Regions from separate parts of the Sus scrofa genome. Here regions 1 and 2 are each linked to region 3. Evidence: chromatin contacts called from public Hi-C and promoter capture Hi-C data. All regions are on one chromosome and are shown on one strand. The core of a region is the stretch at or near the end of the contact, and the rest is flanking DNA. Distances in the headings are between cores, read along the strand shown.

Region 1 (4,681 bases), core at 1,640-4,139, 160 kb after region 3:
TCGCCCGTGCGGCGCCCCAGGTGCCAGCGCAGCGAGAGCTCGTGCAGGTGGGAGAAGAGGCGCAGCTCCACCCGCCGCGAGGTGAACTGCTGCACCCGGATCCATAGGAACGTGCGCAGGTTGCTCACGAAGCCTGGGGGGAGCCAGGGGAGGCCTCGGTAGGGCGGAGGGGCTCGGTGACCTCAGCCCAGCGGCAAGAGGTGAAAGGTCTGAGAGCAGCGAGGGGCCTGGGGGAGGGAGGCCTGTGGAGGAGGGACAGGGGCCAACACCAGTCAGGGTGAGAGCAGAGTGCCTCATACCCGTGCTGCCGGTGCCACCCCCCTGGAGGAACTTGAGAAAGACGTAAGTGGTGACAGTCCAGGCCAGGGAGCTCCACGGTGCATTCTGGGTCAGCAAGTTCACTGTGGAGAAAACGAGTCTGAGCCCACTTAGGGCCCCTAGGACTCTCTTCAGGAAAATCTGCCCCAGACACTGGCCACAGCCTCTTTCTGACTGGCTACCCAGACTCCGTCTCACCTCCCAAGGTAAGGGTCCCCCCACCAACCAGACCAATGAAAGAGCAGAGTGCCGAGCTGACACCCCTCCTCCCTCTCACCTATGTCCCTATAATAGATGGGGACCAACACATTCAGTCCTCGGTCCAACCCCATGAGCCCCAGGCAGAGGAGCACAACCAACTGCAGAGCTGGACTCCCTCGAGGCCACAGGTAGCCACTCAGTAGGCGGAGCTTCCGGCCAAGGTCTCGCCAGGTGGACTGTGGTGGCCCCTCTGTTGACTGAACCTAGGATGGTGAGACACAGGGAGGTGAGCTCAGATCAAAATGAAGCACACTAGGGAGTTCCTGTCGTGGCTCAGTGGTTAACAAATCTGACTAGGAATCATGAGGTTTGCGGGTTCGATCCCTGGCCTTGCTCAGTGGGTTAAGGATCTGGCATTGCCGTGAGCTGAGGTGTAGGTTGCAGATGCGGCTCGGATCCCGCATTGCTGTGGCTCTGGTGTAGGCCTGTGGCTACAGCTCCAATTAGACCCCTAGCCTGGGAACCTCCATGCGCCACAGGAGCAGCCCTAGAAAAGGCAATAAATGAATAAATAAATAAATAAATAAATAAATAAACAAACAAACGAATCTGACTAGTAACCATGAGGTTGCAGGTGCGATCCCCAGCCTTGCTCAGTGGGTTAAGGATCTGGTGTTGCCGTGAGCCGTGGTATAGGTCGCAGACACGGCTTGGATCGATCTGATGTTGCGGTGGCTGTGGCGTAGGATTTGACCCTAGCCTGGGAACCTCCATATGCTATGGGTGCGGCCCTAAAAAGCCAAATAAATAAATAAATAAAATGAAGCGCACCAGCCAGAAACCCCCCAGGGAACACATAGAGGCTTACAGCTCCCACGTAACTTAGACCCACAAGTGATTCCTGATGAGGTCAGAAAGGTTAACAGGGCACAAACTGAGATTTGGGAAAGAATTTATTACGGTGGGAAGAAATGACAGGGAATGGAATTAAGAGGGACCCTAAGGTTCAGAAATTGCTGTGTACCTGGCTCCTCTCTATGTCTTGATCCTCTTCATTGACCCGCAAGGCGTAAGAGTGGGGACGAAGCCCAGGGGCCCAGAGTCCCAGGACAAAAAGCCCTCCAGACACCACATACCGCAGCACCCACAGGCTAAACTGAACCTACAATTAAACGCATGGGGAGAATATCAAGTAAGGCCAAAATCCTATTGTTACTACTTATACCAGGGCTGGGGACTGGTGTAGGGCACACACCCAGGTCCTCCTCAGGGCCCCAGCATCTAGTAGGCTTTAAAAAAAATCCACAGTGACTCAGCACAGCCACTCCCCACCAGCTGGCTATCAGCTCCCAGCACCCAGCAGGGAGGGCGGGCCCCTCCTTTCTTCCCTTAGAGGCATTGGAAGCCTGGAGCCAGTGTGACCAGAATTGTGGTCCTTCTTCCCCGCCCCTGCTAGCCATGCCTCCCCTACCACCACAAGGTCCCTCACCTGCTGGCTCAAGTTCTCCCTTGCCCACCACCACTGTGGGCTGTTCCAAGACACCAGGGCCAAGTTTTCAGCTGCAAAAGCCACTGTCCAGAGGAGCAGGAGACCCGGGCTGTGCGTGAACTTGATCCAGACGCCCATCGCCAGCTTCTGCCGTGCCTGGTTCCGCTCAGTCACAAGCAGCCCCAGGCCACAGGCGCTGGCCACAGTTCCCAATACAGTAGCCAGCAACAGGTAGCCGGGCAGTGGGGCATCCTGGGCAGTGCCCACCCGGCCAATGAGGCCGGCTAGGGGCAGCGCCACCTGAAGTGTGGCCAGAAGCAGCTGCAGCACGTAGGGAGCGACACGAGGACCGGCCGCCCAGGACACCGCATCGGCGCCATCAGGCCTCTCCGGACGCTTGCAGGGAAGAACCGGCACCAAGGCCAGAGCCCCCAGGCCCATCAGCATTGAGGGCACAAGCGTGAAGAAGAAGCAGGGGCTGAGGCCTTTCACCCAGACCGGACCCGCGGGTCCTTCGGCCTCGCAGTAGTTACCCACAGTCACCATGGTAATGCGTGGCCTCCGGCAGGGGCTGCGGGGACTAAGGGACAGGAGAACCGGATCGGCCGCTGGGGGCTGGGAGCGGAATCCCGGGTATCTCGGGTCATAGAGCCTCCCGGCGCTAAGCTGCTGGGGTCGCAGGGTAGGGACGCACGTGGACCCGGCCACACCACCCACTCAGGTCGCGCACGCGCCGCCGCCACGCACTCACGCCGGGCACGTACGCCGTCGCAGCCGTCTGCCCCTCGCTCGCGGCAGGGACCCTCGGGTCAAGTGCCGGCCTGCAGGAACGTTCGGCGCTCCACTCCAGCCGCTCTCTTCAGCGGCAGCCCCGCCCTCCCAGCCCCTACTCAGGGTCCCCATTGGCCGAGTGTCCCCGAAGGGGCGGGGGAAAATGGTGCATGCCAGGGAAGGCAAAATAGACGGGCGGAGTCGGCATGGTCACGTGCTCAGGGCGGGAAATCTGACCGCACGTCCTGCCGGAGTCCTTGACCTCCACCGAACCGTGGATTAGAAGCTGCTCTCCTGCTCTCCGACTAGGTCGGTATATCCAAGCGACCGCATAGGCCCGCTTTCCTGCAGGGCCGACCTGGCCCCCCCGCCACCTGGGTGAGCCACACACACCCTATGCCCATTGTCCCCAGAACCCTAGCCGGGCGGACGAGACAACAATACGCGACCAGGTCAAAGTCCCTTCTTTATTAAGGGTTGTCAAGCTATACACGGTCCCCACCCCGTTCCACCGTGAATTTAGACAGCGTAGTTCACCGCTCACTCGCAGTGGACGGAGCTGGGTGAAGGGTGAGGCGGACTTCACAAGGAGCTGGGTCCCAGCATGCAATGCGGCAGCCCAAAGCCCTGGGCGAAGCAGTCCTGTCGCCCTCCATCCCCCTCTAGGGGACAGCGGGATGCAGGCCACAGCTCTCGTCCTGGGAGATAACCAAGGGCATACTCCAGCCCTGTCCGTCCCATGTGCAGGTGGTGGGGAGGTACCATAAGCAGCAGGGGGGCCAGGAAGGCCTCTGTCCCCCCCCCCCCAGGGGTCCATCCTAACATTGGAGAGGGCAGCAAAGAATTTCCATCCCGCTCCTGCAATTTCGTAAACCTTCCTTCTTAGTGTCAAAAGATAGCGTGACGGGAGCTGGGAGTGAGAGCCTCCACACCAACGCAAAGCAAAAGCTTAACAGAAGGGGAGCGAGCCAACAGAACGAGAACAAGCAGGAACAAGCGGCACACATGCCAGTGATGTGCGGGAAGCAGGGGAGAGGTGAGCAGGCTGCAGCACTGGGAGAGAACTGGGGGTGAGGTAAGGGCCACAGCCTGAGCTGCTCGTCTGTTCAGGGTAGGGGAAGAGAGGCTATAGAGGTCGAGGGTCCAGGCCCAACCTCCTCCCCACTCCACAGTTGGCACGTGTTCTCCCTGCTTGGCAGCTTCTGTGGTGGGCAGTCCTCTGGAGATCTGCAAGGGTGGGTGCAAAGGTGGCAGTACTGGGGCTGGGCTGGGGACCAGTTTCTAGCACCACACTCTGAGCCAAGGGGGGTCCTGGGGATGAGGCTAGAGTCCTGTGCGCCCTGATTCCTAGGCCCCCAATCTCTCGGCGAGCCCAGTGTTGGCACCTCCCTTGGCCAGGCACGGACACACAAACACCACACGCGTGGAGCCAGGCAACACTCTGAGGAGCCCTCCATGGCGGGCAGATGGGATGGCAGGGCAACGGTGCCTCCATCCTGGGGCATAGGGACCCCCTTCAGCCTTGTCTATACCTGTGGAGAGAAAAGCCTTGGTAGTAGAGATTGTCTTCAGTTACCTGCTTCCACAAGAGAAGCCTGAGATAAAGGAACAGGAAAACTGGATTCTTGGGGAGGGAAGAAAAGGAACAATCAGGTCCTGGATTTCACAGCAGGTGAGGAAGGAAAGGGAAGTATTTGCCTTTTTTTTTTTTTGCCTTTTCTAGAGCTGCACCCGCGGCATATGGAGGTTCCCAGGCTAGGGGTTGAATCGGAGCTGTAGCTGCCGGCCTACACCAGAGCCACAGCAACGCGGGATCCGAGCCACATCTGCGACCTACACCACAGCTCGCGGCAACGCCGGATCCTTAACCCACTGAGCAAGGCCAGGGGATCGAACCAGCAA
Region 2 (4,938 bases), core at 289-2,788, 190 kb after region 3:
TGTTTTGTCTTTTCTAGGGCTGTACCTGCGGCATACGGAGGTTCCCAGGCTAGGGGTCTAACCGGAGCTGTAGCTGCCAGCCTATGCCACAGCCACAGCAGTGCCAGATCCAAGCCGAGTCTGCAACCTACACCACAGCTCATGGCAACACCGGATCCTTAACCCACTGAGCAAGGCCAGGGATTGAACCCTCAACCTCATGGGTCCTAGTTCGATTTGTTAACCACTGAGCCACGATGGGAGCTCTAGCGTTTTTGTTTTTGATTTAAAAATATAAATTGTATTGAAGCACATAAACAGAACTTGTATTTTAACCAGATTTCCAGGTGCTCCTGAGCACATTCCAGACTGAGAAGTAGTGCTCTACTACACTGAGCCCCTGAGGGTGGGGAGGGCCTTGTCCAGCCTGAATCCTCTGCTTCTAGCACAGGGCCTGCCATAGAGCATGTTAAATTTAGATGAATGTCAGAACCAGGGGGCCAAAATAGGTTCAGAATCGAGGGAAACCAGAGGAAGATCTTCCCAGAATGTGCAGGGGTCAGGGGACCAGGTTACAAGAGGGATCTTTCTCCTGGAAAGTCCTCTTTCAGCAAGAAACCATCCAGGTCATCCTATCTTTTTGTGCATGTGTTCCTCTTTCCAATCTATCCCTGCCTGCCTGACTTGGCAAGACATCAAGGACAACTGCTTGGTTCCAAGGCTTGGAAATTTGTGAATTTCCACTACTCATGTCTTCAAAGTCCCAAGCCTGGGATGTGAGGATCGGGGTAGTAATAATAACTATTATTTATGCTTATTGACACGACTGAGGGCTCTGCATCAAATATGTGCTAAGCACTTTACATCTCCTGTAATCTTCAAACAACTCAGTGAGGTAGATTATTATCATTCCCATTTTACTGATGAGGAGACTGAGGGGTAGTAATAGTACGTAGCCTGTCCAAGGTCATACAACTAGCTTAGTAGAGCTGGGATTTCAACAAGGCATTCTGGCCTCACAGTTCATGCACTTAACCTTAGGCACTATATACCTATTTTACAGTTAGGGAAAGTGAGGCTCTGAGAGGTTAAATTAACTCATCCAGGTCACACAACTAGTGGACTATTAAGACAAGATTCAGACCTTAGCCTGAGCTCTTAACCACTGAGGCGATGGTAATGGGATACAGGCAAGAGGCCCCAAGGTTGTACTGATCAGAGTTCAGGGGTCCAGGCCGCCAGCACCCGCCCCTCTGAGCATCCCCCTCCGGGCTTGACACTAGTCAGTCACCCAGCGCGGGAGGTATGAGGCCTCCTACCTCCGGCATTGGGAGATGGAGGTCCTGGGGGCTCGGGGCCGAGCCCGGCTTTACTCCCCTTTGGCGTAGGTGTCCGCGTCTTGACCCCCACTGAAGGCCAGGCGTGGAACCCTCACCCGGGTCCTGGGACCCGTCCTCCGGCAGGCCTAGCCAGCCCCTGGCCTCTCAGCTCTGCGCCCCCGCATCGTCCGAGTGCCAGGCGGTTGCTAGGATACCGCTGGCCGTTACGGCGGCGCGGACTGATGACGTAACCGATGCTTCCGGTCCCTGACGCTCCCCACCCCCAGCTTAGCACAGGTTAGTGGGGATTCCTGGCCTGCCCGCCGGGCGCTCTGCGCGCCAAGACCTGGGGAGGGTTCTGCAAGGGGTGGGCACGGGACTCGCATCTCCGCCTGGAACTACCCTAGTCCCTGCCTTTGAGGCCAGACGGGCGTGGGAATAGGGGCCGCCCAAAGGTGGGCCGGGGTGGGAGGAAGCGGCCTGGGAGTCGGCGCAAGGCCTGCTTTAAGCCCCCTGGCCTCAGCTTCTTGGAGTGCCCTGCCAGGGCGCGTTTTCTCTAGGTTCCGAGACCTGGGCCTGAGCGCTCCACGTTGGCATTTCAGGGGGTCTTCTGGATTGAACCCGGCCCCCGACCCCGCCATTCCTTTCCTTCCAGCATGATCCGCTGGACCTCCAGCACCTTGCCTGAAAAAGACCACTTAACTTGGACGAACCCTTTGGCAGCCTCAGACCGTCCTTGAAGAGAATGACTGAAACACTATGGGCCATGCACTGTGTGTCTGCTCTCGGGGAACTGTCATCATTGACAATAAGCGCTACCTCTTCATCCAGAAACTGGGGGAGGGGTGAGTGTTCGAAAATCACTTTGCTGGTCCCCAGGGTATTTGAAGGACATCAGTGTGCACATGATCCGGGCATAAAGGTTTTCTCTCTAGCCTCTAACTCACCTGACAGAGCCCAGCTACGTGGTGGTCAAGAAAGTGGATTGTGGAGCCAGGCCTCCTAGATTCGCCATGTATTACCTTGATAAGCCGTGGTTTTTTTCCTCTGCTTATTAGAGCTAATTATGCTTCCCTGGTAGGGCTGTGAGGATTAAATTAGATCATGCATATCAAACATCTCACCTACTGCTTGGTTCATAGCACTTGATAAATATTGACTGTGATTTATTTAATATTTATTGAGCATCTATCTTGTGCAGAGCACTGTGTTAAGACCGTAGGACCACAAAGATGACTGTCCCTGCTATTGAGCTCAGACTTCTTTTTAGAGACACACCTTGGGAAGGTTGCTACTAAATGGGAACAACACTCCCCTCCTCTCCCCAGGGAATTCCTCTGGGTTTAAGCAGTATGGGTGATGACCATGGTCCTTCACTGACCCCTTTGGCCGACAGTGGGTTCAGCTATGTGGACCTAGTGGAGGGGTTACGTGATGGACAGTTCTACGCCCTGAAGCGAATCCTGTGTCATGAGCAGCAGGACCGGGAGGAGGCCCAACGAGAAGCAGACATGCACCGCCTCTTCCATCACCCCAACATCCTTCGCCTTGTGGCTTATTGTCTGAGGGAGCGAGGCACTAAACATGAGGCCTGGCTGCTGCTGCCCTTCTTCAAGGTCAGAAAGTCTCCTGGCTATGGAGGGGGTTGCAACAGAGCCACTTGCCAAGGGCTTTGTGACGGTCAAGCACATTTGGAAGCAGAGGTCATGTCCTGGTTTGACCACTTCAGATTTGGGGTTTAAGGGACCCAGATGGGACTGTGTGGTGTTCGGTGAAAGGGTTGATGGTCTTTGGCATAGGGAAGGGATCAGGCTGAAGAAGCAGAGGCTCAAAAACCTCAACTGTGGGGAAACTTGTTTTGCAGAGAGGCACGCTGTGGAATGAGATAGAAAAGCTGAAAGACAAAGGCAACTTCCTAACTGAAGAGCAAATCCTTCGGCTGTTGCTGGGTATCTGCAGAGGCCTTGAGGCCATTCATGCCAAGGGTTATGCCCACAGGTCAGTGGGAGGCTCCCGTGTACTTGCTGGGCAGAAAGGAAGAGCCTCATCAAGAGAAATGAGAGGTCTCTGCACTCCTCCAAGGGACAGCCCTCACGGTTGTTTTGCCCCCCTAGGAGTCCAGCCTCCCCGTCCAGGGCTGCTCACAGATCATTTCCACTTCCCTGCAGGGACCTGAAGCCCACAAACATCTTGCTTGGAGATGAGGGGCAGCCGGTTTTAATGGACTTGGGTTCCATGAATCAAGCGTGCATCCACGTGGAGGGCTCCCGCCAGGCTCTGGCCCTGCAGGTAAGAGTCTCCAGGTTCCTTTGCCCACCTGTTCCCCAAACTGCAATGCCCCAGTTTGGTCACATGACCATGACCTGTGCCCCACCTTTTGAGCTCTGGGGCCACTGTTCCAGGACTGGGCAGCCCAGCGGTGCACCATCTCCTACCGAGCCCCGGAGCTCTTTTCTGTGCAGAGCCACTGTGTCATCGACGAGCGGACTGATGTCTGGGTGAGGAGCATGTGGGTGGGAATTCGGGGTGGGGAGGGGTGCTGCTCTGTACCTACTGTGGAGTTGAGGAGCAGGTCTTTGGTTTCTAGTTGGTTCCAAGGGGCCCAGGAACCATGTATGTCCTCATCCCCCCTCGACTTCCTTCCTGGGAACTGTCGCTGAGACTGTGCTCAGTTGCTCAGGAAGTGGTATAATCCCGCCCTTTGAACAGGGCGAGGACCGCTAAGTGTCAGGGCTGCAGAGGCCTCCAGCTAACTGGCAGTTGCTCTGGGCCCTGGTGGTGTCACATGACTGAGGTCGGTTATTCTTTTTAGCTATTGTAGTCTCCTTTCACTGCAGAATTCAGAGGAGAGGTATCACTCTGTTGGTGCAAGGAATAACCAAGTTATGCTCAGTCCCTAGGATGCGTGCTCTATGCCATGATGTTCGGGGAGGGCCCTTATGACATGGTGTTCCAGAAGGGTGACAGCGTGGCCCTTGCGTGCAGAACCAGCTCAGCGTCCCGCAGAGCCCCAGGTGAGCAGTGAAGGGGGGCAGTGAGCACTTCAGACTCCTCCCTGCCATTAGCGGGGCTGGAGCCCTAGAACAGGGGTCAGCTGCCCTCCTGACCCTGCCCTCCTCCTCCTCCAGGCATTCCTCAGCTTTGCGGCAGCTGCTGACCATGATGATGACCGTGGACCCCCAGCAGCGCCCTCACATTCCTTTCCTCCTGAGTCAGTTGGAGGCACTGCAGCCTCCTGCTCAGGGCCAGCACACTACCCAAATCTGAACAAACCAGTGGCCGCGTTGAGAAGGTGGCCTCTGTGCCTTGGGAGAAACTTCCATCCCTCAGTGGAGTCTCCATCCTTTCTATCCAGGACCCCTCTCTTGTGGTTGGGGCAGCCAGGGGTGGGGACCGTCAGCTCAGTCTTCTGCCTCTGTCTATGCTCTGTTACCCCAAAGAGCAACACCTGGACAGGGGGCTTGACTGAGTGGGGGTGGATAAGGGTCGGGGCTGGGGTAAGGGAAACTGATAGAATCTGGTAAAGGCTCTGCAGGTCTGCTGAGCTTATATCATGATATGCCTCCAAATCTGGGTGCAGGAGAATGTATCAATAGAAGAATAAAGTAAAAGCAGCCTGATGTGACCTTAGTCTCATTGT
Region 3 (4,851 bases), core at 1,026-3,525:
TGCCTTGGCCAGATGGAGAACGCTCCGAGCGCCTCCTGCTGCAAGGGGTGCGCTCAGGATTGATAAACAGGCAGCATTCTCCCTGAGCCGAGTCCTCAGCACCTCTGCACTTCTGCACCGCTCCTATCTGGGAAGGAACTCGAGAAACCCAGCGCGTGGTCTCAGGGAACCGGCTTCACGCTCCGCCTCTCACGGAGTGGGAGTTGAGCCGGCCCTGGGGGAAGGACGGCAGAGATCATTGTCTGTGTTGGCTCCCTGAGGGCCTTCCAGGCAAGGGCCACCCAAGGGACCCCGCAGCTGACTGGGGAGAGGGGTCTTGGAGAAGAGGCCCTTCCACTGTCCTTAACTTTGAGGTGCCAGACGCTGCCAAGTGTGGGCAGCCCATGTCTCAAACTACCCCTACCTCTCGGAGCCCAGGCCCCACAGACCCTTGGACTTGGTCTCTGAGAGGCCAACAGCAGCTACAACCCAAGGCCCTGACGGGTCCTGCCAGGCTGCAGTCTAGCTGGGGGATCTCACTGCCCCAGGAGGGAGCTCCATGTGCTCTTTGCCGCCAGGCTTCTAACCACCCACCCACCTAATCCGCCCGCCGCGGCCCCTGCTCCCCGCCCCTCTCTCCCTCTCCCGCCCCTTTCCTCGGGTCCAGAGCCCGGGCGCGCGCTGTCAATGATTGCCCAGCCCGTGGCCCGGATCCTTATCTGCATTCCTCGGCGCCCGGCCCGGCCCGGCCACAAGCCAACCTTCGCCCCGACACCGGCCAGCCAGCCCCGGCGCCAGGGCGCATGCTGAGGGCCGCAGTCTAGCTGTCCTTCCCAAAGCACCTAGAAAACGGGCTGCTAGCCTGCGGTGGAAGCCCCGGGAGACCACTGAGGAAGGGGACACGTAGGTCACTTCCCTTGCGAACCCAGCTGCTGGGGAGAAAGTTTGTTCCCCACCTCCACCCCACCCTTTCCCCGGCGCTTGGGTCGTGTTCTGGTCCTGTTCCGAGCAGACTAGCTCCGCTGTGGGGCTGCCCCGCATCTCAGACCCTCTCTTTCAAGCCAACCCCGCCACCAAACCCAGGGATCCCCAAGTTCGGTTCCAGAACCCGGAGGCCCGGCACCCCACCTTCAACTGCAGCCGCGCCGCTCAGCTCTCGGGACAGACACGTGGGCTCGCCGGGCAAGCGCCCTTTCCCACCTCCGTCTCCTGGCTCTACTATTCCCCGCTGTTCCCTAAACCCGGACCCCGCCGGGACGCTGCTCCAGGAGAGGGCAGCGCAGCGAACCAAGAGTGCGCGGGGAGGAAAGGCCGGGGAGGCCCTCCGTGCCCGGAGCTTCTTCGCCTTGGGGGGTGCCGAGGCCTCGAAATGAAAGGGGCGCAGAGGTGCGCAAGGATAGCCCGGGAGGTGCGTCCTGGAGGCTCAGGAGGCAGTCGGGTAGAGGTACCTCCAGGTGCTGCGTCTGACCTGAGCTGCCAGCGCTCCGGGGCAGAGGGGCCACCGCCAACCCGCTGGGCTGTGGCGCTTGGCAGCGGGCAGCTCTTCTCACAGCCTCCTGAGGGCTCGAGGGTGCCAACATTCCACCGGGACCCCGGCCGGCCCATCTTGGGCAGGAGGCATCCGGGCTTGGCGAGAGGGGCAGGTGCCAGGGGGCGTGCCAGCCAGTCAAGGAAAGGTGCCAGGGGGCGGGTAGGGCCGGGCAGGTGGCGGTGCTTCGGCGGCGGAGGCGCCCTGCGAGGGCGGGTCGCGCTCACCTGGGTCATGAGGCGGTCGGCGCCGGTGTTCTCCTCGTCCTTGAAGATGATATCGGGATTGTAGTTAGGGGTGAGCTCCTTGAAGCGCTCCGAGCTGCGCGCGATCTTGCCTTCATAGCGCCCGCTGGCGCCCAGGGTCTTCTCCGGCACATTGGGGCTGAACTGCTTGTACGCGAGCGGCACGAGCTTGCGCGGAGGCCGCCGGCGACTGCCCACCACCCGGCCCGGCCCGCAGCCCCGAGCCGCCGGCACCAGCAGCAGCAGCAGCAGCAGGCAGAACCGCAGTCGGGGCCGGAGCCGGGCGGGAGACATGGCCGGGAAGCCCGGGAGAGCGGCGGGCGAGGACGCCTGGTGGGCTGATGGGTGGGCAAGTCGACGGGAGCGCTGCGAGGGCTCAGGCGTCCGGGTGGCTCCGGGGGGCTCCAGGTGGGGGCGCCATGAGCTGCGCGGCGTGGCGCAGGGCTGGCGGGACTCAGGTGCGGGGCGGGGGCCCGGGGCCCTGGCTGGTGGCGGCGCGCTGTCCCCCTCGGCGCCTCGACTCTGAGCTGCCCGGCTCGCCGGCCGCCAATAAATAGGCCGGCCCGTTTGTTTTGGCAACGCGGCGGCGGCGGGGGGCGGCGGGGCTGCGGGCCGCCGGGCTGGGCTGGGCTGGCCGGACCGGCGGGCTGGCGGGCCCCGCGGTTAGCACCCCGGCCCGGCGGTCAGGCGGCTGGGGCGGAGCGGGAGCTGCTGCCGTCTGTGGCGCAGCCCGGGGCCGAGTGAGAAGGGAAATGGAAGAGATCCGGGCTCGGGCCCCGCGCAGACCGCACCCTACCCATGTCCCTGCCTCCTGTGCGCTCGACAGCAAACCTGCGGCAAGGGCAGCACAGCCTCCTCCCCCTCGGGCGGGCGGCCCCGGCACTAGCCAGCCCTCGTCCCTCTCGCTCCTCCGCCGCGCGTCCGCCCGCCCGCTGCCCTCGGCGCCCCCTGCGCTGCCTGAGTTCGCCCTCCCCGCCCGGACGCGCCCCACCCCACCTTGGCCTCCCTTCTGGGCTCCCCGCGGCTCCGGGGTGCCCCGCCAGGCGCAAACCTCCCGTACGGGAGCTGCCACCCCCACAGAGACCGCAACCCACGGCGCGGCCGGACGCGAGGGGCGGGGGGCAGTGGCCGGACCGCATAGCCGCCTACGGTGTCCCCTGCGGGGAAGTAAACCCAAAAGACAGGAGGCCGCTCATAACCTGGTGCCCCACCCTGACCCAGGAGACGCGCCCTCTCAGCTTGGTGGAGCTGAATTCTGTATCAGCCCGGTGCACAACCTGCGGCCGCTCGGTGTGAAGCTGGGAGTTGGGGCATCCAGCCTCATGAAGAATCAAACGGGGGGGGGGTTGTGTTGGAAACACTGTTAAAGGGGGCAAGATGAAGTTGCAAAGGAACAGGCCAAGGTGAAGAGAAGAGCGATTAAATGGTGACACCAAGAGAATACGGGAGGAACCACGAGTGACCACGTTTAAGCCGGGCAGGCATTGATCGCAGGGCAGGGGCTTATTAAGAATGGAAACAAACAAACAAAACCAAACAAAAAAGATTCAAAGACACCGACCCGCACACAAGAGCTGCTAAATAGTTACTCTCAGTTCTACTTTACAAATGACAAAGAGAATGCGTGGAGGCAGCTAGAGAGGTAATCATGAGTTGCAGGTGTATTTTAATGCCATTCAGGAAACCTGATGAATTAGGATTCATTCTGTTAAAACAAGAAAGGCCAAGTGTGTTAAAAACAAACACCACCAGCACCACAAACTATCTGATTTGGTTGCAGTATTTTCTACAAATTCAATAGAGATGGAAATAAAAGGGTGAGAAATAGAAAGTTCTCATTTCAAGAATACTAACACAATAGATACTGTTTTCTTGACCTTTATGTGCCTGATACATGGAATCTATTAGATTTTATTATACTAAGCATTCTACTTGCATTACCTAATTTAAACTTATGACTTCAAAGGAACGTTATCATCCCTCTTTCACAAATGAAGATTTTGAAGTTCAGAGAAGTAAAGGAACTTGCTCCAGGCTGAGGGATTCAAACCCCACCTCCCATAACTGACCCCAGAGCCCCAGCCCTCACCCTTGCAGAGGTATTGGCCCTCTGGGCAGCTCTCATGCATTCAGTACAGCCTGGGTTTGAAGCATTGGTACATGCTTTCGAAGATGTACTCACACATCCTCTGGTCCACAATGTCACCATTTGAAACACTATTTCAGAATTGGAAGGGACTCAGAAGGGTTTGCTTAATCCAAGCACTTCTTATGACAGAAAAGGACACTGAGGGGAAGGTAGGGTGTCTCCCCCAGGGAGGAGGGAAGTCTGCCACCTGGGGACAAAATAGATCATTGCCTGTACTCCCCTTTGCCTGTACTCCCACACCCCATGTTCATTCTTATATATGCATTTGGATTCTGGGTCTCCCAGTCACAGATTACTCTAACTTTGCTTCTTTTCCTTGAAAGCTCCCAAGCTGCTTTAAGGTTTGTTTTCCCGGGTTTGGGAACTAGCCCTGCAATATTCCCCACCCATCTCCTGCTTATATTTCTGGGACACACTACCTCGCTAGGTTAGTACCTCTTGCAGCCCAGACTAACAGGGGCTCTCTGTTTTGGGGAGGTCTAAAAAAGAAAATCCCATAGGCTTCCATGGTCACCTATCCCAGTGTTTGATCATAATATTTTAGAGAAGTTTTGCCTTAAATTCATTCTTTCTCTCTTCCTCCCTCTCTAATGCAAATTCAACTTTTTTCCTCTTTTTCTTGTCTTAGAGAGTAAGGCCATTAAGCCACTTATTTATCCCCGTTAAGGTTGAAGTGTTATGGTTGAAGGGTTATGGTTGAAGTGTTGTTCCTTTCAATCTTCTTTTCTCCAAGTGAAAGACAATTTCTTTGAGCTTCTCTCAGAGGGTCTACCTTATAACCCGTTATTAACTTAACCATTCTTCTTCTCATTTTTCCTCTTAAGCTGTGATCCTGCTGAATACAAATCTCTGGTAAAGATCTGATCCACGTCAAATAAGAATTACTTAGGCAGTGCTGATAATATGGCTTAGCATCAGGGGCGCTTCCATAGCAGTACAACCTCGTGGGT

The links. Promoter capture Hi-C pulls out the DNA fragments that hold promoters and counts their contacts. A called contact is a pair of places that touch in the nucleus more often than the background predicts.
Region 1: a contact with region 3 is called in a promoter capture Hi-C map of liver, with 3 times the contacts expected there. The contact joins the promoter of ABCB6 here to the promoter of IHH in region 3. A contact is called at or near these places in 1 of 5 promoter capture datasets (liver) and 1 of 47 Hi-C or Micro-C datasets (liver).
Region 2: a contact with region 3 is called in a Hi-C map of liver, with 2.0 times the contacts expected there. The contact joins the promoter of GLB1L here to the promoter of IHH in region 3. A contact is called at or near these places in 1 of 5 promoter capture datasets (liver) and 1 of 47 Hi-C or Micro-C datasets (liver).

The regions. Positions count from the first base shown.
Region 1 is chr15:121,251,461-121,256,141 of Sscrofa11.1, forward strand. It overlaps ABCB6 (ATP-binding cassette sub-family B member 6, mitochondrial), which reads right to left and starts at 2,890. Exons shown (of 20, transcript XM_005672225.3): 1 at 2,760-2,890; 2 at 2,009-2,588; 3 at 1,544-1,681; 4 at 596-782; 5 at 300-401; 6 at 1-133. The coding sequence starts at 2,554. ATG9A (autophagy related 9A) reads right to left here. Exons shown (of 14, transcript NM_001190275.1): 14 at 2,895-2,996. The coding sequence ends at 2,895.
Region 2 is chr15:121,283,553-121,288,490 of Sscrofa11.1, forward strand. It overlaps GLB1L (beta-galactosidase-1-like protein), which reads right to left and starts at 1,539. Exons shown (of 18, transcript XR_002339314.1): 1 at 1,299-1,539. STK16 (serine/threonine-protein kinase 16) reads left to right here and starts at 1,513. Exons shown (of 9, transcript XM_013984521.2): 1 at 1,513-1,595; 2 at 1,954-2,143; 3 at 2,695-2,914; 4 at 3,163-3,296; 5 at 3,467-3,587; 6 at 3,701-3,796; 7 at 4,192-4,273; 8 at 4,276-4,312; 9 at 4,427-4,923. The coding sequence starts at 2,058. The coding sequence ends at 4,565.
Region 3 is chr15:121,087,846-121,092,696 of Sscrofa11.1, forward strand. It overlaps IHH (indian hedgehog), which reads right to left and starts at 2,276. Exons shown (of 4, transcript NM_001244470.1): 1 at 1,735-2,276. The coding sequence starts at 2,046.